Linked DNA regions of Mus musculus: regions 2, 3, 4, 5 and 6 are each linked to region 1. A link is a contact called in public HiChIP or PLAC-seq and promoter capture Hi-C data. All regions are on one chromosome and are shown on one strand. The core of a region is the stretch at or near the end of the contact, and the rest is flanking DNA. Distances in the headings are between cores, read along the strand shown.

Region 1 (4,206 bases), core at 630-3,129:
ACCTGCCCCTGCTCCCTGTCCCACACTAGCTGCTCATACAAAAACCACCCATGCCGGTCAGGTGGTGGCGGAACACGCCTTTAATCTCAGTACTTGAGAGGCAGAGGCAAGCAGATCTCTGTGAATTCAAGGCCAGCCTGGTCTACAGAGTGAGTCCCAGGACAGCCAGAGCTGTTACACAGAGAAACCCTGTCTGGAGAAACAAAACAAAACATCCCCCATGCTCTGTTTAAACACTTGTCACTCCCTGACTGGCTGGCCTATACAAACCCTGTAAGAACAAAGACCATGCTGGGTCACTGGGGCTTACAGGTAGGCTCGTGCCAGGCACAGTGGCAGTTGAGAGGTCAGGGTCCTCCTTATTCAAGGGCACTGAGCCAGAACCTGGTGCTGCTCTGGTCCCAGTAAGGAAACCTGACAGCTAGGTGTACACCTGGGTCTGGCCATCTCCTTACAGAAAACAGTTCCCAGAGCTCACAATGGTGCCAAGGGGCAGCATAGTCCCCAGTCCAGGGGCGTCAAGGCAGATCTGGGGAGGCAAGGCTGAGGCACAGGAAACACAAGTAGAAATAACAATCAATTCCTATGTTCCAGGTTCACCTGGCACCCCACATACCACTCTCTCCAAGCTGCCCCCCTTCCTAGACAGGGTTCCTGTCTGTCCTGGAACTAACAGTTGGCCTCAAACTCAGACATCGGCCTGCCTCTGCCTCCCAAGTGCTGAAATAAAAGGTGTATGCCACCACCTGAATTCTTGGAGTTAATCGCCCTGAAGAATGTCATGGTGTCACCATCCAGAGGGAGAGTGCAGAGACCAGAAGGAACTACAGCACCTCTTACCACCCACCCCGTCGTCACCCTGACAGACTCTGGCTAATTACTCCACCACCTTCTCCGCAATGGTAGATTGGCTTACACCAAACTAGCTACTACTTCTTCAAGGACCCACCCAGGCTTCCACCTCGAAGGGCAGGAGCAGGCTCCACGCTTGGCCTGGAAAGGCCACGGTAGGTTGCAAGTACTGAGCGATCACCTTTCCAGGAGCGAGCCTCAAACCTGGGTATGAAACAAGGGATGCCTGGAAGGTGGGAGGTTCTGTCCTGGGAGAGGAGGCCTGGGGATACCAGCCTAGTCAAAGTCACTCTCAAGAAACTTGCAGGATCCCTGGCATGCACCTGGACAAAACCACCTTGAACCGGAAAAGATGCAGGACACCCAAGCAGGGTCCTCAGGATAGATATGTCCAAAGCTACGAGGAAGAAGCAGGAGGCCAGGGGACAACCAGGTGGGGACCGGGGGATGCAACTGGTCAAAGCCACACTGAAGCCTTAGCACAAGGCCTGTAACAGGCAAGGAGGTGCAGGTACGACCTTCCCAGACCCTCCAGCTCCGCCGTCGGATTCGCAGCTCCTCTGGGCGCAGCAGCGAGGCCCGGGGCGGCGCTCGAGGCCGCGCCGCGCGCCCCCGCGTCCTGGCCACGCGCTCGGCGGCCGTCCCCAGCGCGGAGCTCAGCTTCCGAGCCCCACCGGGTCCGACCAAGCCTGCGTCCCTCGGGCGACCCCGCCGCCGCCCTAGGTTCTTGGACCTGCCCGCCACGCTGCTCGCACCCCGCCGGGTCTCAATTTCCCCTCTAGCCAGCTTCGCGCGCACAGCTCCACGGCCCTCCCGCCCAGGTCTCACCGGCAGGCGCGGCACGATCTCTACCGAGCAGCAGTGGCAGAAGTACCGTCCGGGCTGCGGCGACGCCTCGGCCATGGCCACCGCCGCCTCCGCGCCGCCCGCCCCCCGCGCGGCGCCTGCCGCCGGCCGTTTGCTGCTCCCTCGCCGGCCGACGCGCCCGCGCACGCTCACGCATGGCACGCACGGCACGCACGGCAGGCGTGGGGCTCGCGGAGAAACGCGGGCAACGCGCTGCGGGGGGCTGACTCGTGGAGAACGGTGGCCGCACTAGGACAAAATAAGTATTTCCGGAAGCCAGAGACCTGGGTCCAGTGTGTGGGGCGGAGCCTGGGGGCGAAGCGGCGGAGCCTAGTCTCCTTAGTAACCGGGACGGAGGTGAGGGTCAAGACTGCAGAGCATCTTGGGGGCGTGGCCTATCTGGTGTGGGCGGAGTCTAGAGGGCTTGGCACTTGGGGGTGGAAGGGCGGAGTCACGCTTGAAGAGTGCGGAAGTCCAGGGACAGCGCGAAGGCGGGTCGCCTTGGCGATGACTTTAGGAGGTGAAGTCAGACATGGAAGCAGAAGAAGTCAGAGATGGGGGGCCAGCGAGCGGCGGGGCTACGTGGGGGAGAAGACTTTTTGGCAACCTGCGTGGGACAGGGCCTCGGGGAAGCCTCCGCGACCAAAGGGCGGGGCCTTCGTGGGGGCCCGGGATGTCTCTTTGGCAACCTGGGGTAGGTTATAACCTGTAGGCAACTGGAAAGCTTTAGGGTCCGCAGGCTGAGCCTGCGCAGGGCGGGGCCGGGTTTCCATGGTGACGAGACAGCGACGGGACCAATCCTGGAATCCGCCTAGGAATTTGGCGTGAGCCTGGAGGCGGAGCTCCAAGCTTGCGGGGGCCGTCTCCTTGGCAACGAGGATGGGCAAGCCTGAAGGCGGGTGACTATCTCCAGAGCGGGGATGTAGTCGACAGGGCTGAGTTTCTCCGGCATACGGGATTGGATGTAGAGGCCTCGGAAAGCCAAGTACAGTCGCGAAGTTGGAGTCCTTGAGGGGCGGGACTTGGTTGCCTTGCCAATGGCTTAAGTTGTTAGGGCTATCCCTAAAAAAAAAAAAAAAAAAAAAGTGAGGGACGGGGCCTAAGAGACTCCTCCTCTTCTTCGAACCATCAAGCCCTCATTTCCCAGCTTCCTTCCCCTCATTTAGCCTTCCAGACAAGCTTGCCTGTGGATATTTGCTTGCACTGCACTGCCTGTGCCTCCAAGTGCTTGGTCCCCCAAACTCCGGAGTCTCGGCTGCAATGTTGCCTTTTCACGCGGTCTCTACAGCCCTCCTACATACACTTATGTACACCTGATAATCTGTAAAAACAGTGCCGGGCAGAAGGGAGTATCATGTCTGGACGATACACATCAGGTGTTCCACAAACACCCGAGATAAGGATGAAGAAGGGATGCATTCTCTGGTAGAAGGAGGATCCTCTAGCCCGCAGGCACCCCGTGTGACTCTTCAGGAGTGAATGAAGCCTGCGTCGTCTTCTAGGCTAGGCCCAGAATGTTTCTGAGGTTAGTTCCTGTATTTATTTACTTATTCGTTCAACATTCATCTAGCGTCTATGAAATGCACACAAACACTCCAGCACCATAAGGCAGGGGGGAGGCTTGGACTCTAAACTGACCTTGGATATCTCTGATGACACAAGAATGACTTCCTGGGGGTGAGGAGGGTACATTGCAAGCAGAGTTTTGAAGAAAGAATAGGAGTTACTCAGAGTTAGGATTCCTGCAAGAAGGGGAGGGACAGTCAACCTTCACACCTGGCCTGCTTTCTGTCCCCATTCCCACCCATTCCGGCATTGACCACCAGAGGGCACATGGCCCCCATCAATCGGAACTAGTTATCCCACTAGAGCCAAGTCTACTGTGGTGAGGCAGCCCCTCAGTCGTTTAAACACGCCAATATTCAATGGAGAGACCTTCCTCTGAGCAGCTCAGGGTAGTTGAAAAGTTATGGGGCAGTGGGCGTGGGTTGACTTCCCAATCAAGCCATTGCTGTGTCATTGGGCAAATAGCTTAACCTCTCTCTCTGAACCATGGCAGAGCTTGCATCCTGGGAGCCTTCTCATACACACACACACACACACACACACACACACACACACACACACACAGTCGGGGTCTAGCCTCAACACAGGATCGGAGTTTTCAACTGGAAGCAGTGATATCTGGAAGACCCATAATAAACTCACACAGTCAACTTTTCGGGTACAAACTGACAGGCTTAAAGTTGAGCTCTCCCCCCCCCCCCCACTTTCTCTCTTTCAGCTTGACGCAGTATGTACTCTTGAGGCTGCGGTTGTGCTCTTTCGTTTGCTCCCTTTCTCACACACTCTCCTCTCACTCTCTCCTCTCACTCTCTCCTCATACTCTCTTTCCCACACACACCCCTCATATTCTCTCTCCTTTCACCCTACACTCGCCTCACACCTTGCACGCCTCATGAGTACCTCATTCTCACCTTTCTCTTGCCCCAGTCTTTTATTGGTATT
Region 2 (4,206 bases), core at 439-2,938, 1.4 Mb after region 1:
TTAATCCTAGCACTTGGGAGGCAGAGGCAGGCGATTTTCTGAATTCAAGGCCAGCCTGGTCTACAGAGTGAGTTCCAGGACAGCCAGGGCTACACAGAGAAACTCTTTCTCAAAAAAACCAAATAAAAAACAAAAAAAACTCCTGCGTTCCAGATCATAGTTTACATATCTCCATCTCAAAGTTCTGTTTCCCAAGAGAAAACCACTATGTAAATGGTGTAGATTTGGGGTGAGTAAATGGTGAGAAAGAGGGGTACACTTTTTTTTTTTTTTTTTTTTTGGTTTTTCAGGACAGGGCTTCTCTGTGTAGCCCTGGCTGTCCTGGAACTCACTCTGTAGATCAGGCTGGCCTTAAACTCAGAAATCCGCCTGCCTCTGCCTCCCGAGCACTGGGATTAAAGGCGTACGCCACCACGCCCAGCTGCACTTTTTTTTTTAAATGATTTTTTGAAACAGGATTTCTCTGTGGAGCCCTGGCTGTCCAGGAACTCACTTTGTAGACCATGTTGGCTTTAAACTCACAGAGATTTGCCTCCCTCTGTCTCCAGACCCCTGGGATTAAAGGTGTGCCACCATGCCTGGTGAGGACGACACCTTTTAATCAGATCCTCTAGAATAACCCTAAGGGTCCCAGTGGGGAGGGAAGGACCATGTCACAAGGCAGGCAGAAAAACGGGGGGGGGGGGGGCAAGTCTGAATCTTATGGGTGGGAAGATGCTTGAGGGGGACTGAGGAACTCCAATAACTCTGGAGGGACAAGTGTGCTGGAACCTTGACAGGGAGACAGAGCAGAACTGGATGTAGGCTAAGCCAAGCTGTACTTCAAGAGGGTTTAATGGGGACTCAAGTCAGGTCAGAGCCCTGGTACCTTAATGCAGAAATGGGGGAACAAGTCTAAACAATGTTCCCCTGGACTCAGTCAAGGTGTCCTGTGAGGATCAATCTGAGGAACACATAACAAGGAGGTGGTGGGTCCAGTATGCCAGGCAGCAGAGAAACTCTACAAGGCGATTCACAGGTTAGAGATGGGTTAGAGTGAGACAGGATCACTGGAGGCTGAAGTGAAGAGGTACCCCAGAGCTGACAAGTGGGGAGCGGGACTCGAGGGCTGAGTCTCTAAAATGAACTTGGGCACTTATAGTTGGCCTGAGTCTGGAGTCAGAAGGTGTCAGTCTGAGCCCCGAGAATCAGAGGACTTGTGGCAATCCCTGTAGACCTTCCCCATGCAGGCCTGTGGGGGAGGAAAGAGGGGGGGCACCCGGACCTGAGTCCTACTCGTTGCCTTGGAAACCTGATGGCGAAGTCACTTTGCATTCCTTCGGCTTCCCAGACCACAGAAGGACCCCCAGTTATGTCCCAACAGAGCTAACCCAAAGGAGAGGACAGTGCCTGCACCGGGAAAGCTGTGTAGCCACACTGTGGGAACCCCTGCTAGGGTCAGTAGAGAAGTGACAGTAGACGGCGGGGACACCCCAGGAGGGAGCTGGCGACCCCGCCCCCGGTCTCCCCGCCCCCCGCCCGCAGGTTCAGCCCGCGTCCCAGTCGCACCCTCGCCGCCCGCGCCGCCACACCCCGCCCTCCCAGCTCCCTGCGAGGAGCGGTCCGTACTCCGCCACCCGCCTGTCCCGGCCGGAGCCACTCTCGCTCACTCACTTTGGCCTCCACCAGCTCTGCCGCCATCTTGGCCACTAGCGTCCCCCGCGCCGGGAGGCCCCAGCCGTCGCGTCACGTGAGGGCCCTCGACTAAAGGGCGGAGCCTGCGCGAGAGCCAGTAAAAGCGAGTGCTGGCTCCTTCCTCCACGCCCCCGCGTCTGAGAGGCGGGAGGATGCATCACGCGCACGCGCCTACAGGAACCCCGCCCGAGGATCTGACCAATCACAACGGACAATTGCCAAATCCCGCCCCCCACGGTTATTTTTCAAGGCGCTGGCCGCTACCACGCCCACTCTGGGGAGGAGTCTGCTGCTTAAAGAAATAGCAGCACTTCCCGCCGCCTCATTTCTCTTGCTTTAGAGAACCGCTAAATTTTTGTGTTTATTTAGTGTGTACATATGTGAAAGTCACAAAACAGTCTAGGAAATTAGGTTTTCTCCTTCCACTGTGTAGGTAGCAGGGATGAACCAGCTAGTGCCTGAACCATATACCCTTTGCCCTGCTCCCTCTCTTACTGGCCCCACCTTTTCTGTAGAGTACAGGCCGAACCCCCTGCCTCGTTTTCAAATTGGCTTGCGGTGGCAACAGTTGTGGGTTTTTAAAAATTGTTTTTGTTTTTTGAGACAGGTTCACCATGTAGCCCTGGCTCTGTGGAACTCGCTTTGTAGACCAGACTGGCCTCAAACTCACTGAAATCCTCCTGCCCCTGCTTCCGGAGAACTGAGATTAAAGATGAACATAACCAAGCCCTGCGTAGCCTTGCTTCTTTAGGGCACAGAAGCCCCTCTAGCTGCATTTTTCCTTCTTTATTTGTTGGCTCAAGGCTACGCCCACTTTTCTGTGGTCTGTTTTATTTATATACTGGGGGAGACACGCAATTTTTGATCGTCCAAAGACAATCTAAGGGGTTTGTATATTTCCACAATATGGATTCAGGGAATCGAACTCAGGTCATCAGGTTTAGAGACTAACGCGAATAGGTGTGGGTGCGCGCGTTCCAAGCCCCCTAGGTGGACATCAGAGGACAATTTGCTGGAATTGCTTTCTCCTTTAACCAGGTGTCACAAAATGAGTTCTGTGGATCGAACTCCTAATAGACTTCTGGGCGATCACCATTTCAGGGGCCCTCCTTGGCTTTCTAACTACCCACAAGCCCCACCCAACCCCCAAATTTTCGAAGCTTGCACTGGGGCCACGCTCACTTCTAGCCCCGCTCTGGGTTTTTAAGCGAGAACGGCACCGCCCCTTGCTTCCGTTTCATTGGGAGGACTGGACCGCGCCCACGTGGGGAGGGTGGTCTTAAAGGTGTATGTGCTTCCTGCTCTGGTGCATTTTATGGCTCATGTTTACGGTTGCATTTTGATGAAGAGAAGGGTTGGGGATGAACAGAATGCGGCCGGGCAGGTGTCCCTGTTCCCTTCGAGCGGCAGCTGGCAGGTGTAGGGCTCGCATGGCCCTGTAGTGATGGGGTGTGAGCCTAGTCGGCCCTGTGCAGTGCACATCTGGGTCGTCTTGCGTGTGTGTGTGTGTGTGTGTGTGTGTGTGTGTGGTGTGTGTGTGTGTGTGTGTGTGGTGTGTGTGTGTGTGTGTGTGTGTGTGTGTGTGTGGTGGGGTGTGAGCCCAGTTGGCCCGGTGCAGTGCACATCCGGGTCGTCTTTCGTGTGTGTGTGTGTGTGTGTGTGTGTGTGTGTGTGTGGTGTGTGTGTGTGTGTGGTGTGTGTGTGTGTGTGTGTGTGTGGTGGGGTGTGAGCCTAGTTGGCCCGGTGCAGTGCACATCCGGGTCGTCTTTCGTGTGTGTGTGTGTGTGTGTGTGGTGTGTGTGTGTGTGTGTGTGTGTGTGTGGTGGGGTGTGAGCCTAGTTGGCCCGGTGCAGTGCACATCCGGGTCGTCTTTCGTGTGTGTGTGTGTGTGTGTGTGTGTGTGTGTGTGTGTGTGTGTGTGTTAGCATTCTGGTCGATTCTCTGCAAGCCACTCGATCCTTACTCTTGTTCTAACTAAATTAAAAAGAGAGAGAGAGAGCTCTTCCAAGCTTGACTTCTATCGCAAGCCCCCTGTGGCTTCCTAGTACCCACAAGAAGTAGAGTAAAAAGTGTTTTCTTTTGAGAACCGGTCTCATGAAGCTCAGGCTCACCTGGTATTCCCCTCTGTAACTAACCCCACTGTAGCTTCTATTTCTCAAGTGCTGGCGTGACAGGCACGGCTCACCACACCTTATTCTGTGATGCTGAGGATTAAAGAAGGGTTCTCTGTACGATAGGCAAGCACTTCACCAATCGAGCCCCCGCCCCTTTTGTACTCTTGTTCGATATTTATTTATTTATTTATTTATTTATTTATTTTTGGTTTTTCGAGACAGGGTTTCTCTGTAGCCCTGGCTGTCCTGGAGCTCACTTTGTGGACCAGGCTGGCCTCAAACTCAAAAATCTGCCTGCCTCTGCCTCCCAAGTGCTGGGATTAATGGCGTGTGCCACCACCGCCCGGCCGATTTTTTTTTTTTTTTTTTTTTTAGATTTATTTATTTTAGCCAGCCAGTGGTGGCACACAGCACTTGG
Region 3 (4,206 bases), core at 1,268-3,767, 1.3 Mb before region 1:
GACCTCTGGAAGAGCAGTCAGTGCTCTTAACCACTGAGCCGTCTCTCCAGCCCCCCACCCCCATCAAACTTTTTTAAAATCCAAAGTTTAGAGTCTCTTCTGAGACTCATGCAATCTCTCAACTGTAAGTCCCTGCAAAAATCAAAATCAGAAAGCAGATCACATACTTCCAACATATAATAGCACAGGATATCCATCACCATTCCAAAAGGGATAAAGGCAAGCACAGGAAGGGAATACTGGACCAAAGCAAGACTAAAACCAGCTGGGCAAAGTCCAAGCTCTGCATCTCCAAGTCTGACGCCAAAGTGCTCTTCAGATTTCCAACTCTTTCAGCTGTGTTGGCTGCAGCATTCCTCTCTCTCCTGGGCTGGCTCCACTCCCTGTTAGCAGCTTTCCTCAACAGCTATCCCTCGGCTCTGGTATCTCCAATATCTTGGTTTCTCCAAGGCAATCCAGGCTTCATAGCTTCACGTGATGGCCTCTATAGGCCTCCACCCATGACAATACCTGGCCTCAGCAGCTTCCCTTGACCTCAGAGGGAGATTCCATAACCCCTGTCTTCTATCCTTGCCTCTAAAGCCAGAACCATGTGACCGAAGCTGCCAAGTTCTGCTGCTTGCTGAGGCTGGGAACTGACCCCCTGCTTTCCTTCACTGCCTGAGCTTGGTTGTCCTGAAACTTGATCTGAAGACAAAACTGGCTTCACACAACTGCTGGGATTAAAGGCATGCACCGCCACACCTGGCTCTAAACTTTCTTTTAATTCCTTTTCACAGGCTGAAAGCTTAGCTGGGCAGACTCTTGCCCTGAAGTCACCATTCCCTTTATGTAAACATTTGGCTTTTCTGTTACCTGTTTAACTCCTTAAAAAACAGGATTTAGCTCCTTTCCACTTCCTGGTGCCCCCTTTTCTGTACATTTTGTATTTTTTACTTCCTCAGCTTGCTCCTTTTCATTATAGATCTTCATAAGAGTGACCACTAACAACCACACAAGAGAGTCGATACTGGGCCATTTTGAAATTTCCTCTGCCAGCTCAACTAATCCCAAAGACTTAAATTTAGCCTCACGAAGACTTTTTAGACAAGAGCAAAAAAGCAACCACGTTCTTAGCCAAAGCTCGAGAACAGTCTGTAGGCCACATACAAATAGTTTTGTCCTCTGAAACCTCTTGAACCAGACCCCCAAAGCTCACATCACCTTCATCACCACTGTCTTCCATATTCCTACTACTATGGCCCTATGAACTATTAAGTGATCAATTGCTTTTCTAACCCAAAATCCACATTCCTCCAAACAAAAGCATGGCCAGGCCTAATCCCAGCAATACTCCAGTGTCTGGTACTAACTTCTGTTTTAGTTTGGGTTGACTGCCACCACCACAAGTCTCCATGTATGTCTGGGCACCACTTGCATCCCTAGTGCCCATTGAGGCCAGGGGGTGGAGAAATAGGATCCCATGGAACTGGAGTTGTGAGCTAGTATGTGGGAGCTGAGAATTGAACTCAGGTCCTCTGGAAGAGCAGCCAGTTTTCTTAACTGCTGAGCCATCTCTCCAGCCCCTCACTTGGCTCTTTGACTGGGTTCCAAATATCAAATTCAGGCTGTCGCACTTCCGTGGCAAGCCCCTTACCATGAGCTACCTCTGCACCCCCAAATTATTTTTTTTAAGCCAAGGTCTCACTGCATAGTCAGGTTAGCTTAGCCTCTCAAGTGCCAGGATTGCAGGTGTATACCATCATGTCCTGCTATCCAACTGTGACAGTTTTGCAAACGGAAACTCGGGTTTGAAGGTCACTCAAGTAAGAGCACTGACAGAGGGCATATCCGGGGTCCTCATGGTTCCCAGCCTGTGTTGGGTGTGTGAGAATAGAGTCTCACCCAGAATAGACCACCTACCCAGCTCTGTGGGGCTGGGGCTGGGATCCCCAAGCCCCGCCTACCGCCTGACAAGGCCATGTCATTCAAAAAGAATGGAATTCCCAGATAAGCTCTTATTTCATGGGGTTATCCGGACCCAAAAACTAAGTCCACGTTGGGGAGGGGAGGAAAGGATGGGGCCAGGGGTCAAGGAACAGGGATCTGAGACTTCTAGGTCCTCAATCATCTATTTCTGTATCCACTCTATGGAAGGAGGGATAGGGACCCATCAAGACCCCCACTTAATAGTCACAGGACAAGGGGAAATTGAGATGTCCAGGGCTGTACTTCGTGTCCACCTACTCCATGGAAAGACTAGGACCCCTTCTCACATCTCTGCATCCTGTGAGGACCCGGAAGCCCCTAAGCCGGGTCAGAGATACTCCTACAATCACTTCACGACCATTGAGGGGCAATCAGGACTCCCAGCCTCCAAACCCTTCTTAGCGTCCGTTCAGGGAAAGGACGTGAAGCACCCACCATGCCTCACCCTCCGCCCACGCCCAGCCTGGGTCTCCTGACTCTGCCTGGAACGGAGGGTGGTGACAGTAAAGAGAGCGAGCGAGAGGGTGCGGCGCCCCGCCCCGTCGCTCTGTCACGTGCTACGGGTCCGGGGGGGCGGAGCCAAGCCAGGTTTTTCTAGGGTCCAGGCACCCAGGTCTCCTAGTTGGATCTGTCTTCAGCTTCTCCGTGCTACCCCGACTACTGCTGCCAAGATGATGTGTGGCGCGCCATCTGCCACAATGCCAGCCACGGCCGAGACGCAGGAGGTCGCCGACCAGGTGAGGCTGGGCCCAGGTCAGGCCAGTCTGAGCCAGGCCTGCGGAGACCCGGCGGCCTCAGGGACCGGCCTGCCCAGACTGGTCAGGTCCTGCAGCGGGTTTCCGGGGCGGCCACAAGTGTGACTGGGAGCTGGGGGCTCTGGATCTGGTTGGAAGATTCAGGGCCGGGAACTGGGGCGAGTCTTCTGCCGCTTGCATACAAGAGGGCCACTCACCTATTAGGGAACTAGCCCCGGGATCGGTGGAGGGATCCGGTGGTCCCAGAGAATTCAGGAAGGCAGCTGTTAGAACCTAGACGGCACCTTTTTGACTTACACCCAGGCCTAAACAAGAGAAAGCCAGACTGGGCTACTGTGCTTGTCTCCTCAAAAGAAAGAGCTAGGACTGTTTAGCTCAGTGGCAGGAATTCAACTGATACCACCACCACCATCACCAACACCGCCCCTCAGGGAAAAAAAAAAGGATCAAAACCAGAAGTTGTAGAACTTGCTTGTGCCTAGTCTGAAACGAGGGGGTGGACCTTGGGCCTGGGCTGCCCTTCCTGTGACTGTTAGCAGAGCAGAGATTCAGTACAAGGTAGGGGGAGGTTCAGGGTATTAGCAAGAGAAGAAAAGTTAAACAAATCCTCTCTTCAGCTCTCCTGCCACGCCCCAAGCCCAGGACCCTGTCCACTAAGCCTAGCTGATCTTGGGAGGTGTTTGCTCTGACTGAAGTGGCCAAGAAGGAGTGAGTCAGCTCCATGAGACCCTAGAAATGAGGAAATGTTACAGACACACTGGCCAGGCAAGGGAACCTTGGCCACGTGCCACATCAGCACTCAGGAGGCAGAGACAGGCGAGTCTCTCTGAATTTGAAGCCAGCCCAGTTTGCTTAGTTCCATGCCAGCCATAGCTACATAGTGAGACCCTGTCCCCCCCCCCCCCAAAAAAAAGGAGCTGTGTTGTTCTTTATCAGTGGGGCCAACAGTTTACCATGTCCCCCGGAATGAGGAGTATTGAAGGCTGGCAGTGTGTGTGTGTGGGGGCACCTGTGCATGAATCTAAGTCCTTCCTTCTCACCCACCATCCAGGTGAAGTCCCAGCTTGAATCGAAAGAAAATCAGAAGTTTGATGTCTTTAAAGCCATATCCTTCAAGAGACAGATAGTGGCTGGCACCAACCTCTTCATCAAGGTGGGTACTGATAGTAGCTTGGCATGAACTGGGGACATAGTCTCAGAGTAGAGCAGAGTGTCCTGCAACTTCCTGCAGAGAACCCCTTAAGGGGACATGTACATGTTCTGAGAGGATGAATTTGGGGTGTTAGGGTTCCCGGCCTTAAAGGAGGAGACAAGGGTTATCACTGGCTAAGTTAGTGGCTGGTGGCCTGTTCTGGCTCAGTTTCTAAGGCTGGGTTAAGCCTGGAACTGGAACCTTACCTTTCACTCACATGTCTGTCTGTCTGTCTTCCTCCAGGTTGATGTTGGTGGAGATAAATGCGTGCACTTGAGGGTGTTTCAACCC
Region 4 (4,206 bases), core at 631-3,130, 1.2 Mb before region 1:
TTTGGAGATAGATGGAGTAATCCAAAACAATTCTTTTCTTAATTTTTATTTATTCACGTTACATCGAGGTTGAAGCCCTGCCCCTAGTCCCACCCTCACAAGTCCCCCCCCCCCCCATCCCCTCCTCTCCTCCTTAGAGAAGGGGAAGCTTCCCTTGGGTACCAGCCCAGCCTGGGACATCAAGTCATTATAGGACTAAGCATGGTCTCTCCCACAGAATCCCGACTAGGCAGACCAGCTGGGGGAAGGGGATCCAATGGCAGGCAGAGTCAGAGACAGCCAGCCCCTGCTCCAATTGTTAGGAGACTCACAAGAAGACCAAGCTGCACATCTGCTATAAATGGGTAGAGAATCTAGGTCCAGCCCCTGCACTCTCCCAAAACAACTCTTATGGAATGGCAGGGAAAAGCCTACCTTGTTTGATTCAAGACGAAATTGGAGGCATGCTCACAGCCAGTAAGCATAAATAATTCATACGGTAGTTTGGCTAAAAATAGTTGAGTAGGTTTTTGTGGGTACCCATGGCTTTGCCTGTGCTAGGCAAATGTTCCATCACAGAACTTAATCAGAGACCATAGTTGCTGAGAAGGGATGGCTGAACGATCAGCTTTAAACAGGGCATTTATACCATGGCTTGCAAAGGTCAGGGAACACCAAGGAAGAGGAAGTGGAAAGAATATAAGAGCCAAAAGATGGGGAGAAAGGCTGTGGAATGCTATCTTGTGGACATGACACAGCTGAAGCGATTGTGATTTTTGGTTGGTCTCTATGCACTCCTGCTTGTCCTGGAACTCACTATGGAGAAGAGCCTGGTCTTGAACTCGGAATGGTGGGAATAAAAGCACATACTATTACACTGGTTTACATTGTTAAATATCCATTGTTCAGGCTTCAACAAATAGCTCAAAACTCTTGGTTACACAGATGGTCCTGATTAAAAGCCAGTCAAAGAAAAAGACATAAATTGGAGAAAGGGATTTGTAAGACAGATCGGAGTTTGTAAAAGGTCCCCAGATGCTGGAAACCTGGAAAATGACTGAACCGGCCTGGCACCAAACACTAGGGAGTTCTCTAAACATCCTGCAAAGCCTCACAGTGGTCCAGGAAGGGGAGGGGCTTGCATATGTTGCGGTCGGGAATGCGGGTTCTGGGGAGCTCGGGTGGGGGGTGTGTCACAGTCCACGCCCGTGGAACGTGCCGCGAGATGGTTCTCGCGGGTGTGGAAGGCGCGGTGTAATGTTAGCCAATTAGAGGCGAGAGAGAGAAGCGACCAATGATAAACGTCTCTTTCGGATAGCTTTTTCAGCGAGACTCCAGTTTGGCGCACGCGCGTCTCGTTGAACTACGGGGCGCTGCAGAGCCAAGTGGGCAAAAGGGGCACCACTCCACACTCCCCAGTCACGTGACCCAGAAGCGGCAGAGTTCCACTGCAGTCAGGGACCTTTCCTATAGGCAAAGGTCATAGGGCCTTGTTTGGGGATGGGTGGAAGGGAGTTCTATGTAGTGGAGCTGAAGGCGCATCCTATTGAAAAGTGACCTCGGCTGAAGGCCAAAGGTCAAGAGTCTGGTGTGTGTGGGGAGGGTGGGGGAGCGTACCCTAGGCTGCGCGATCCGATGGGGGTGTGGCCTTACGACTCAATGATGTAAGCGCGAGGCGGGCTCTCCGCTGAGCCCCAGTCCAGCGTTGAGGAGGGTGGGTTCTGCATGGGCTCGTTAACAGATAGGTAAGTAGGAATTTCAACCTTGTTTCGGTGCTACTGCGATCGCCTTGACCTGCTGTGGCCTACTTTTAGTTTGAAGGTGGTGACGTCAGGGGGCGGACTTAGCCTCACTGGGGCGTGGCTTTAAGTCCAGTCTAGATGCGTCTGTGGGCGTGGCCTGGCAGGTCGGGGAGGTGTGGCCCAGGTCCGGCGGACGATCCTGCTTCCGGATTAGATTATAGTACTAAGATTCTGGCTCTGTGCTTTCTTACTTAGGTTCTGCCTCATGGAAACTTCTGCGGCCGCTGCATCTGCGGGAGGCTTCTTCCCCTCCTTCCTGCTCCTGGCGTTTGGGACGCTGGTGGCTGCCGTGCTGGGCGTCGCTCACAGACTGGGGCTCTTCTATCAGCTGATGCACAAGGTGCTTAGGGTAGAAGGAGGGCTAGGGGTAGGAGGAAGGCACTAAAGGTGTTTCTCCAGCTCATCCACTGTGCAGGTGTGGAAAGCGAGTCCCAGCTAGTCTAGAAGTGGCTGGTTGGGAGATTCTTTACAGAGCTCTGTCCCTTTGCCAAACTGTATATGGGCCTGGACTTTGTAACTAGTACGAGATAATGGGGAAATTGTCGTTGTCTGGACAGCACACATTCTCCGCCTACCTCCATACCCAGGGGCCTGAGTCATTTTAACAGAGCAGGCCTTTTAAACATAGTGAGATTGGTGGGCTGAAGGTAGGCAGGGGAGGGAATGGGCTCTGATAGTAAGCCCTTCTGAGGAACTGTCTTAGCATATTTCGTACCATCTTCACCAAAGTAAGTGCTATAATTTCTGTCCTTGTGCCCACAAGAGGCAAATGATCTACAGAGAAGTTTAGTATTTTCTCTAGATGACAGATTTGGGAAAAGCTGACCCCACAAGTCATACTTATAAACCACTTGTTCCATTCTGAGAAATTCTTGCCCTTACCCAGTCCCTTTTCTTCTAGACAGGGACAGTGCCACTGACCTTGAAGTATGTAGGGATCGTGAAGCTACTGAGGCTTGGATGCTCAGGGTAGTCTGTGCCAGGAGTCACTTCCGTGCTAGGCATATGGCTGCTGGCAGCATGTCAGCTGGACCTGTGCCTCACTAGCAGAGGGAGGCAATAGGCTGGATGGAGTTAGCACTCCAAGTGCCAGGCCCTGCAGGGATACTAGGAAGCAGGCACACATCTAAGCCAGGGGCCTTCTGCCTCTTGCCAGGCTCTCCTGGATTCTCTGTAGATTTAACCTCTATCTCCTTTCTTCTCAACTGGCCCAGTATCTCTGGAGCAGGCATTATAATCTCCAGAGCCACTTAAGAACATAGGCTTTATCTCAGTCTGCTACTTGGTAGGCTGGGGAGAGATGGTCACAAATTCAAGCCCTGCCTAAGCTACATAAGGAGTTCAAAGCCTCGTGAGACCTTGTCCTAGTAAAAGCTGATGATATAGCTCAGTGGTTAGAGTGCTTGTCTAACACTATCTATGCCCAGGGTTCAATCCTCAGTACAGTTTCAAAAAGAACATTTCTTCTGTTGGAGTCTATCACTTGGGCAAGTCTTGGCATTTTTAGCTGTAGGACAAAGAGAACAATAAATTTGCTAAGTCAGTGTACCCTTCTCTGAATTGGATTTAAAGTGGTATGTCTCTAACCAGAATCTAAGTTCGTCTGTCTTCTGACCTTACCCCTGCCTGTTCTTGTACCTGCTCCTGGGCTGGCCTCTGACTGTCTTGTTCCTCATCTCCTTTGACCCAGGTGGACAAGACAAGCATCCGGCATGGTGGAGAGAGTGTCGCAGCTGTGCTCCGAGCCCATGGTGTACGCTTTGTCTTCACATTGGTCGGTGGGCACATTTCCCCACTGCTGGTGGCCTGTGAGAAGCTGGGTATCCGAGTGGTAGACACACGCCACGAGGTCACTGCTGTCTTTGCTGCTGATGCTGTGGCCCGCCTGACTGGTAAGGACCAGGGACTAGCAGGACAGTGACATGGCCCCTGTGAATGAGAGGCAGGGGGTTTGGGGTAGGACGATGTTTGGGAGGATGGCATGGTTGTCACCAGCTCTTTCTTTCAGGGACAGTGGGTGTGGCAGCAGTGACAGCCGGTCCTGGCCTCACCAACACTGTGACTGCAGTGAAGAATGCACAAGTGGCACAGTCCCCAGTCCTGCTTTTGGGTGGAGCTGCCAGCACCCTGCTGCAGGTGCCTAGTCCTTAAGGGTAGGTGGGGTCCCCAAGACGGCTTCTCAAGCTTATCTGATAACTGTCCCTTGCCTTCTCTGCCAGAAACGGGGCGCACTTCAGGCCATTGATCAGATGTCTCTGTTCAGGCCACTCTGCAAGTTTTGTGCTTCTGTGCGAAGGGTACGGGACATTGTACCTACCCTGAGGACTGCAATAGCTGCTGCCCAGTCAGGCACCCCAGGTAGGTGGAGGAGGGAGCTGGACAGTAATCAAGCCCTGAAGCTTGGGGGTTGCTGCAACAGGTGCCA
Region 5 (4,206 bases), core at 757-3,256, 1.2 Mb after region 1:
TGGAAAACAGCGCCTCACACATGCTCAGTACGTGCTCTGCCATTGAACCATTGCTACAGTCCAGCAGCCAATTTAGACTATTAAAATACACATCTAGTAAAGTTTACTTATTTGTGTGTGAGGACACAGTACACTTTGGAGTAGGTACGGAGATCAGAAGACAATTCGCAGGAGTCAGCTCGAACCCTCCATCCTGTGGAGGATGTCTTGCCCTTCATGTTTGATATTTAAAATACTGTATGTATAGATTATTCCAGGTTGGGCTATAGCGGTATGTAGATATTGGTGATGAGCTTGCTAGGCATCACGAAGTCCTGGATTCATCACCAGCATCGAAAAAAAAATTAATAAAAAAAAAATCGCTGGGCAGTGGTGGCCCACGCCTTTAATCCCAGCAAGCACTAGGGAGGCAGAGGCAGGCGGATCTCTTGAGTTCGAGGCCAGCCTGGTCTACAGAGTGAGTTCCAGGACAGTCAGGGCTATACAGAGAAATCTGTCTCAAAAAAAAAAAAAAAAAAAAAATCATTCCAAGTGTTCTCTCCCCCTCCCTTTCCGGAAGCTGCGTGAGCAGAGACCTCATGAGGCCACCAGGTGTCGCCGCCGCGCCTCTCACGCCAGGGACATTTCGCATGCTGGGTGGGTGGCGCGGAGGAAGCAGGATGCGTCACCAGACCCGGGATCGGGGGATCCGGGGATCCGGGGAACCGAGCCGCGCGGCCGAGGCCAGGACCCAGGCTGGCGGAGGAGGCGACTCAGGGTGATTCACCGGGAGCCCCCGTGCACCGTGGGAGAATCCCACGCGGGTCTATCTGCCTCGCTCGTGTCCTTGCTGTCGACTACCAGCCCTCAAGCTGTGGCTTGGAACGCCCTTGGAAGCCTCAGTTTCCATTTTGCATAATGCAGATATCAATTCCTTTGCCTGACAAATCTTGGAAAGATAAATGACACGCGTGGAAGAAGGGGCTTGTGCTTCATGCTACGCACTACAAAAATGCCAGGGACATAAGAGCGGCTGCCTTTCAGTCACCTCTCCCCGGGTCAGTACCCTTCGGGTTTTGCCACTTGGCTTCCCCCTCAGGGGTTAAGTGTGGCGAATCGATCTGAGGATAGACGGTGAGGCAGCCGGCAGGGGGCAGGGTCACTCCGCAGAGCGTCTGGAGGGCTCTTCACCTGCGCCTCCCGTGCACACGTGAAATTCTCGGGGTGCCGGGAGGAGGGAGAAAGGGTTCCGGATCTCTCCCCCTGCGATCCCTTAGTGCTCTGCAGCCAGGACCCCTGGGGCACCGCCAAGCCACCTACCACGACCACTAGGAAGCTTCCTGTGTGCCTCTCCTCCCGCGACCCTGGCCTTAGAGGGCTGAGCGTTCTCAAAGCACCTTCGTGCTGGCGATGCTAGGGTGCCTTGGTAGTTCTCACTTTGGGGAGAGGATCCCACCGTCCTCAAACTTACCAAACGTTTACTGTATACCCTAGACGTTATTTAAACACTCTCCAACTCTACAAGGCCGGCAGAACACTTAGTAAGCCTCCTGGCGCATGCACATCCCTTCTTTCAGAGCTTGGGAAAGGCTAGGGACTCTCCGGGGACAGCGAGGGGATTCCAGACAGCCCTCCCCGAAAGTTCAGGCCAGCCTCTCGCGCTGGAAACCCCGCGCGCGGCCTGCGTAGCGCGGCTGCCGGGAAATCAGGAGAGAAACTTCTGTGGTTTTTTTTTTTTTTTTTTTTTTTTTTTTTTTCTCTCTAGAGCTCTCTCTCTAGAGCTCTCTGGCTTTTCTAGCTGTCGCCGCTGCTGGCGTTCACGCTCCTCCCAGCCCTGACCCCCACGTGGGGCCGCCGGAGCTCCGAGCTCCGCCCTTTCCATCTCCAGCCAATCTCAGCGCGGGATACTCGGCCCTTTGTGCATCTACCAATGGGTGGAAAGCGCATGCCTCCAGTGGCCACGCCTCCACCCGGGAAGTCATATAAACCGCTCGCAGCGCCCGCGCGCTCACTCCGCAGCAACCCTGGGTCTGCGTTCATCTCTGTCTTCTTGGATTAATTTCGAGGGGGATTTTGCAATCTTCTTTTTACCCCTACTTTTTTCTTGGGAAGGGAAGTCCCACCGCCTCCGGAAGGCCTCCGACACTTCTGGTCGCACGGGAAGGTTTTTTTGCCTCTTGGGTTCGTATCTGGACTTGTACTTTGCTCTTGGGGATCTTCCGTGGGGGTCCGCTGTGGAGTGTGACTGCATCATGACCCTGGAAGAGCTGGTGGCGAGCGACAACGCGGTTCAGAAGTGAGTACAACAGAGGCTGAGGTCTTCTCGCCCGCCGCCTGAGGTCTGCGGGGCTGTCATCGGCTAATCTCCCCATTTGGCCTTTTAGGATGCAGGCGGTGACTGCCGCGGTGGAGCAGCTGCTGGTGGCCGCGCAGCGTCAGGATCGCCTCACCGTGGGGGTGTACGAGGCGGCCAAACTGATGAATGTGTGAGTCAGCACCCCCCTTTCTCGGGCGTGGGTGGGGGCGCCCCTCTGATGCACGCGCGCTCCAACATCCCTATAGGGCTCGGGGCTTTGGGGGACTTTCCCAGCGCTCTCGGTTTTGGGGAGTGGAGGGCGACATTTCTCAGAGAATTTTTTTTGGGGAGGAGGAAAGAGAGTCGCTGCAGAACCCTGACTTCGCAAGTTTGAGGTTTTGTGTTTTTTGTTTTGACAAGGCAACCCCAGTAACTTTGGACTATGTGCTTCCTCCCCCACCGCCATCAGTATTTGCATAGTCGGCCACCCCAGCACCCGTGCAGTACTGCGGCTGGGGGGCTGTTCTTATATACACTCCTGATGCACGATGGGTCTTGTCCACCCTTCCCGCCTGCGGTTCCTGGAGCTCATATCCCCCTATCCCACCCCGTGCACGGTGACACCCGCTCCTGGTCTGACGACCCCCTGACACTCCTTCTCTCCTGCAGGGACCCCGACAGCGTGGTCTTGTGCCTCCTGGCCATAGACGAAGAAGAGGAGGATGATATCGCTCTGCAGATTCACTTCACCCTGATCCAGTCGTTCTGCTGCGACAATGACATTGACATCGTCCGGGTATCAGGCATGCAGAGGCTGGCGCAGCTCCTGGGGGAGCCGGCGGAGACATTGGGCACAACCGAAGCCCGAGACCTGCACTGCCTCCTGGTCACGGTGAGCCCTCCCCCCCCCCACGTCTCTGTCTCTCTCTCTCCCCGCCCCACCCACCCGTCCTGGTCACCTGGGTCCCGTGTTTGTCAACATAGCTGGGCTGGCTGGTCCAGCACCAGCTCAGTGCCCAGCCATGCTTGGCATGTCCCGTGGGCTGCCTAGTCACCCTGGCAGCTATTTTGAGCCAGCCTGTTTTTCCCCAGTAGGGCCCCTGGCGCTGAACAGAGGCTCCCTACCTAACTCCTAGAACTCCCACTAAACCCTTCTTTTTCTCCCTCCAACAGAACTGTCATACAGATTCCTGGAAAAGCCAAGGCTTGGTGGAGGTGGCCAGTTACTGTGAAGAGAGCAGAGGCAATAACCAATGGGTCCCCTATATCTCTCTAGAGGAACGCTGAGACCCACTCCAAACATCTAAAGCAACTGTCGAGTTGCTGTCCCCTAAAAAAAGTAAATAAAATACATATTTGACAGCCCCCTCATCCCCCAGAACAATCCCTCAAAGGCTACCCTACCCGTGATACCTTCTGGGAGGGGCGGAGTCACCGAGACTGAGATGAGGAGAGGGGCACGTGCGCCCGCCCGCCCTCTGGGCTGTGGAGCCAGGAGCAGCACCACAGGTGGTCGCCGAGGTCGGAAGGAGGGCACCTCAGGCAAGAGGAGACTGAGACTTTAGAGCCAAGGCCTGGCAGTCCTGCAGCCAGCCTCTGCTCGCAGCCGCAGACGGTCTGGACACCGCCGCAGGGGTGGGGTGAGGCGTCCCCCACCCTGCGGGACAGTGAACTGTGCATAAGTCAGCGGAGGGCGACGACCCTCGCCGCGGGACCCGGGACTCGAGCCCGGGACTTCGCAGCTACAGCACATCTATTTTTAATATTGTGCTGAGCAAGACAGATCGCTTGCATATTTTTAAAAATTTCTACTACAGAGACATTCCAATAAACTCGTTAAGCCTTCGTGTTCTCGTTGTATTTTACCCCCGCTCCCACCGGCCCCTTCTGCCTACCCTGTGTCGCGCCATGGGCCACCAACCCTTGTTAGG
Region 6 (4,206 bases), core at 936-3,435, 1.0 Mb after region 1:
TACAAGTAGTCCGCCCATCCTTAGGCAGGCTATTCAGCTGGAACCTGGCCTCCTCGGAGATGCCAAACTGCTCCAGGGGGTCCTGTGGAGGGCACGGTGGCTGTGAGCAAGGCCAGGGAAAGCTGTCCCATCCCTGACCGCCCCACATACCTTGCCAGTCATCTTCCTGATCTCATTCCTGTAGAAGATGAGGCTCTGTCGCATGTATTCGTAGCTGGAGGAAAGGATTGGGCTCACTGTTCACATTCCCCCATGTTTCCACCCAGCTCCCATCAGTCCCTAAAGCCCCACCTGGCCCGCTGCAGAGCTTCCATCCAGTCCTGACACTGCTCTTGGCTACAGCATTCAAAGTGATATTTCCTGCTGAGGTCTTCGACGAAGCCTGGAAAGGGATAAAGGATAAGAGCCACCTCTGGTCAGTGTCCAGTTGGTCTACATCCTGTTGGCCACAAGTCCCAGCTTCCTCTCACCAGGATTTCAAACTACACCTCTTATTCTAACACCAAGTCATCTTCTGCCTGTCTCATGCTGGCTTTGTCCTCCAGAATCCTGACCCCTGAACCCACAAATAGGGGACTCACTGGGAAGTTGGGTTATTGGGAATGGAAGTGGCTAATAGAAGGTCATTAGGTTAGACCCTAAACTGAATGGCAATAGAACATGGGTGATGAAGCCCCAGCATCCGTGTCGGAGAGCAGAACGAATACACCTGTAATGTCAGTGTTCAAGAAAGACTCATGAAAGAGACAGAAGGGTTCGTAGGGCTTGCTGGCCAGTCAGTATAACTTAAAAGTAAGCCCCAGGTGGGACCCTACTGCCAAGCCCAATGACCAGCGTTTTATGCTGGAGACCTACATAGTGGAAGATGAGAACCAACTACTCAAGTTTCCCTCTGGCCTTACTGGCATACTCACACCCCAAAACACGTGTGCACTCGTGCAAGAAGGAGAAAAGAGGGGTACAGATAAAGAACCCCACTGGATAATATAGGTAGACATGATGCCCAAATCTCTACAAGATACTGTAAAGTTCTCGTTAGGGAAGAAGGCTGAGACAGGCCTTAAAGCCTGCCCGTACCCTACCCGTGGCAGAGAGGGCGGCAGAGACTGTTCCTGCTATACACCCCACGTTCGCAGACTGCACCTCTCTCAGTTGGGAACGGGCAGAGGGGTCGGAGAAGAAACTAAGCGAGAACCAGACCCAGTGGGCACTCTGAGTGATAGCTGGGCCAGTCCTGGGCCACCAGCGGACGCGGGATCCAGGACAAACGTAGGCTCCTAAGGGAGTAAAAAGGATCGGGTGTGCGGAGCAGAGTCCGGGATGGAAACTTACTGATGGAGAAGCCGCCCGGTTCTTCCTGGGCCACTCTGCAGCGCTCCAGCAACAGGGCTCCGAGGGGCTGCGCGAGACACGGCCATGAGCGCCGGCCTCCGGGCCGCGCGGGTCCCCCGCGCCCCCCACGCCCCTACCTCGGCCTCGTCCGGGCGGAAGTAAAAGAGGAAGTTGACCACCAGCTTCACCAGTCGCCGCTTGGCCACTGTAGGCACAGGGCGGTGTCAGCGCGGAACTGTTCTCATTCGCCCACCCAGGAACCGCGCCGGCCCGCCCAAGTGCCCCAGCCGCAGCCCCGACTGGCTCACCGCTGCCCTTCTTGGGGCCCCGCATGCCCAGCTCGGCCGCCATCTCTGCCGGCTGTCGGGACAGCGCCTGCAACTCTTTCTCGTTGTACCGCATCCCGCCGCACGGATCCGCGCGAACCAACACGCGCCCTGCCTCTCGGCCGCCGTCCTCCCCGAAGCCGCAGCCAGCGCCACAAAAGTCTCAGAGAGCGATCTCGGAAGTCCCAACCCGGTTACTGCGCCTGCGCGTTGTTGGGCTGGTTGCGCGGCCCTAATTTATGGGTCTGCGCGGTTGAACAGAGTCAGACGGGAAGGAGATGGCCCGTCCTTAAATAACCGCCAGACATACTAAGCGTGAGGTGTAAGTTAGACTCAGAGCACTCCACGATGAGCGAAGCGCCTTCCTGGGCCGGTGAACCCTAACGCTTTCCTCTTGTCACGATAGCCGGCGCCGCTAGACTTAGGGCGGAGCGAAACTGTGCGGTCGCTGCAGTGAGCACGCGCACTCTGCGCCCCGACGCTCCTTTCTCTCCCGCCTACCGAAGACGGAAGTCCATCCGCTGGGCCTGCGCACACACGAAACGCCGACGCCTTTGCTCCCGGAAGGGATCGCTTCGTCGGTCGTGCGCACGCGCGCGGCGAAACCGCGGCCTTGGCGGAGATTAAACCCGGATAGCGAGGCCTTAGCGTTGGTGAGGAGCTGCACAGTTTGTCGGTGGCGGCTGCTCCGTCGGGGAGGCTTGAAGGTGGGAGCGAAAGCCCGGGGGCGGGACGGGGAGAGGCAGCGGCCGCCCTCTTGCCTCAGGATCGGCGCGCGCCCGCCGGGAGAGCGCGCTCTCGCGAGGCCCGTTGGGTCGCCGCGTGATTGCTGGCTTGGGTGGCGCTTCTGTGGCCTCCAGGGTGGTTCGGGGTGTCCGAGTGGCGTCTCGGCGTGTATTTTGACCTCCTTGGTTGTTTCCGTTTCCACCTTCGTTAATCGGGGCCCTGGCGACCACTGCTCCTGTCCACCGGAGCAGGTCCCTTGCTGGGATTGAAAGATAACGGTATCTGCACATAAAAGGGATTTGTCCTGGGACCAGGCCTCCTCCCAGACCATTACCTTAACATATACCACGTCTCTGTCCTTATTGATCGTTCATCGGTAATCTTACGGTAGTCCGTGAGGTTGCGCATCTCCCGTCCCTGCGTCCTGGCCTCCTGTCCCAAGTTTCACGTGTGAGCCCCTCCAGTCATCGGCACAACTTTTCATTTATTTCAGACAGGGTCTCACTGCTTAACTGGGGCTGACCTGCAACTCGGTGTGGAAACTTGGCCGATTTCCAGTTCACAGACATTGCCATGCCTCTGCCTTCTCTCGCATAGTGGGACTTACAGCATGAGCCACCACACTTGGCTGTTTTGATTGGTTTTAAGGAATCGAGGGTTTATTTTGGCTGATGGTATGAAGGTGCGGTCTGCCGTGGTGGTCGTGTTGCAGCAGTAGTCAGCAAGCAGATAAATGCCCTTCCCCGCGTTTTTAAAGATTTTGTTTTAATGTGTCTGTGTGGAGCTTTGTGTGTGAGTGGGGTACCCATAGGGTCCAGAAAGGGATATCAGAGTCCCTGGAGCCTACCGCCACCCTTTTTTCTTTTATCTGAGATAGGATCTCACTGCACAGCCCGGTTTGGTCTCTAACACTAACCTAACCATCTTCCTACCTTGGATAAAGAAATGGGATGAGAAGTGTACACCACCACGCCCTACGTTTTCTGTGTTTCCTGGGGTTGGGAACTGTTGGTGGGCGTTTGCAGAGCTTGGTGCCCCATCCACAGAGCAAGCAGTGTGCTCACCCAGGCCCCAGTTTTGTTTTGCTTTTCTAAGATTTATTTATTTATAATGAGTACACTGTAGCTGTCTTTAGATACACACCAGAAGAGGGCATCGGGTTCCATTACAGATGTTTGTGAACCACCACATCATTGCTGGGATTTGAACTCAGGACCTCTGGAGGAGCAGTCAGTGCTCTTAACCGCTGAGCCACTTCTCCAGCCTGCCCAGGCCAGTTTTGTCCTAGTGTTTGTTTTCCCTCCAAAGCTCATGAACTAACTGCATTTTTGCAGTGGGTACCCATACACATTCAACCTCAAACATGTACCCCTAGGGGACCTTATGCATGATGGACAAGTGTTCCACCCTTGAGGTGCACCCTCACATCTGTGGCTGGATACCCAGGCTCCCTGCAGAGGCCAGGTATAGAGTCCTATGTTCTTGAAAGTTGTCTTTGCCAGCGGTTGAAGTGGTTTTCCATCCTGCTGTTGCGGGTGCCCTCTTGCTCTGAGAAGCCCATGCTGCCACCCTTAGACTCTGCTCTTGCATCTGGCCAACTTCATCTCTGGGAATGTGTCTCTTAGTAGCTTTCAAAGATGTAGACAATGCTCTTTTCAGTCCTTAAGTGGCTGAGTATGAAACATCCGACAAGCTGGTTCTGCCCCACCACTTCCATATACATCTTTCAGCCATTCTCTCGGCATCTAGAGCATCTTGTATCCTTTGCATTCTAGCCTCTTTCTCTTTGACAGCCAGTGGTATCAGTGTCCTGTCTGTCCCA

The links. Promoter capture Hi-C pulls out the DNA fragments that hold promoters and counts their contacts. HiChIP or PLAC-seq counts read pairs in DNA pulled down with a chosen protein or histone mark. Capture Hi-C pulls out chosen DNA fragments and counts their contacts.
Region 2: a contact with region 1 is called in a promoter capture Hi-C map of pre-B cells, with 4 times the contacts expected there. The contact joins the promoter of Pias4 here to the promoter of Rnf126 in region 1. A contact is called at or near these places in 4 of 39 promoter capture datasets (the C10 cell line, hippocampal neurons, liver and 1 more) and 1 of 9 other capture datasets (liver).
Region 3: a promoter capture Hi-C map of adipose tissue shows a contact between it and region 1, with 4 times the contacts expected there. The contact joins the promoter of Cstb here to the promoter of Rnf126 in region 1. A contact is called at or near these places in 1 of 115 datasets of contacts at active chromatin or transcription factors (large pre-B cells) and 1 of 9 other capture datasets (adipose tissue).
Region 4: an H3K27ac HiChIP or PLAC-seq map of extraembryonic endoderm stem cells shows a contact between it and region 1, with 5 times the contacts expected there. The contact joins the promoter of Ilvbl here to the promoter of Rnf126 in region 1. A contact is called at or near these places in 4 of 39 promoter capture datasets (cranial neural crest, liver, pre-B cells and 1 more) and 1 of 115 datasets of contacts at active chromatin or transcription factors (extraembryonic endoderm stem cells).
Region 5: a contact with region 1 is called in a promoter capture Hi-C map of pre-B cells, with 6 times the contacts expected there. The contact joins the promoter of Gadd45b here to the promoter of Rnf126 in region 1. A contact is called at or near these places in 2 of 39 promoter capture datasets (liver and pre-B cells) and 1 of 115 datasets of contacts at active chromatin or transcription factors (pancreatic cancer cells).
Region 6: a promoter capture Hi-C map of pre-B cells shows a contact between it and region 1, with 2.7 times the contacts expected there. The contact joins the promoter of Plekhj1 here to the promoter of Rnf126 in region 1.

The regions. Positions count from the first base shown.
Region 1 is chr10:79,765,073-79,769,278 of GRCm38.p6, forward strand. Rnf126 (ring finger protein 126) reads right to left here and starts at 1,880. Exons shown (of 9, transcript NM_144528.3): 1 at 1,681-1,880. The coding sequence starts at 1,755.
Region 2 is chr10:81,166,032-81,170,237 of GRCm38.p6, forward strand. Pias4 (protein inhibitor of activated STAT 4) reads right to left here and starts at 1,689. Exons shown (of 11, transcript NM_021501.4): 1 at 1,654-1,689. The coding sequence starts at 1,680.
Region 3 is chr10:78,423,153-78,427,358 of GRCm38.p6, forward strand. Cstb (cystatin B) reads left to right here and starts at 2,518. Exons shown (of 3, transcript NM_007793.3): 1 at 2,518-2,705; 2 at 3,775-3,876; 3 at 4,159-4,206. The coding sequence starts at 2,640.
Region 4 is chr10:78,573,111-78,577,316 of GRCm38.p6, forward strand. Ilvbl (ilvB (bacterial acetolactate synthase)-like) reads left to right here and starts at 1,881. Exons shown (of 15, transcript NM_001359302.1): 1 at 1,881-2,121; 2 at 3,472-3,673; 3 at 3,790-3,917; 4 at 4,001-4,139. The coding sequence starts at 1,987.
Region 5 is chr10:80,928,085-80,932,290 of GRCm38.p6, forward strand. Gadd45b (growth arrest and DNA-damage-inducible 45 beta) reads left to right here and starts at 2,007. Exons shown (of 4, transcript NM_008655.1): 1 at 2,007-2,275; 2 at 2,364-2,465; 3 at 2,945-3,167; 4 at 3,449-4,120. The coding sequence starts at 2,232. The coding sequence ends at 3,562.
Region 6 is chr10:80,796,441-80,800,646 of GRCm38.p6, forward strand. Plekhj1 (pleckstrin homology domain containing, family J member 1) reads right to left here and starts at 2,186. Exons shown (of 6, transcript NM_023900.2): 1 at 1,641-2,186; 2 at 1,470-1,537; 3 at 1,333-1,399; 4 at 292-382; 5 at 151-214; 6 at 1-82. The coding sequence starts at 1,734. Sf3a2 (splicing factor 3a, subunit 2) reads left to right here and starts at 2,295. Exons shown (of 9, transcript NM_013651.4): 1 at 2,295-2,365.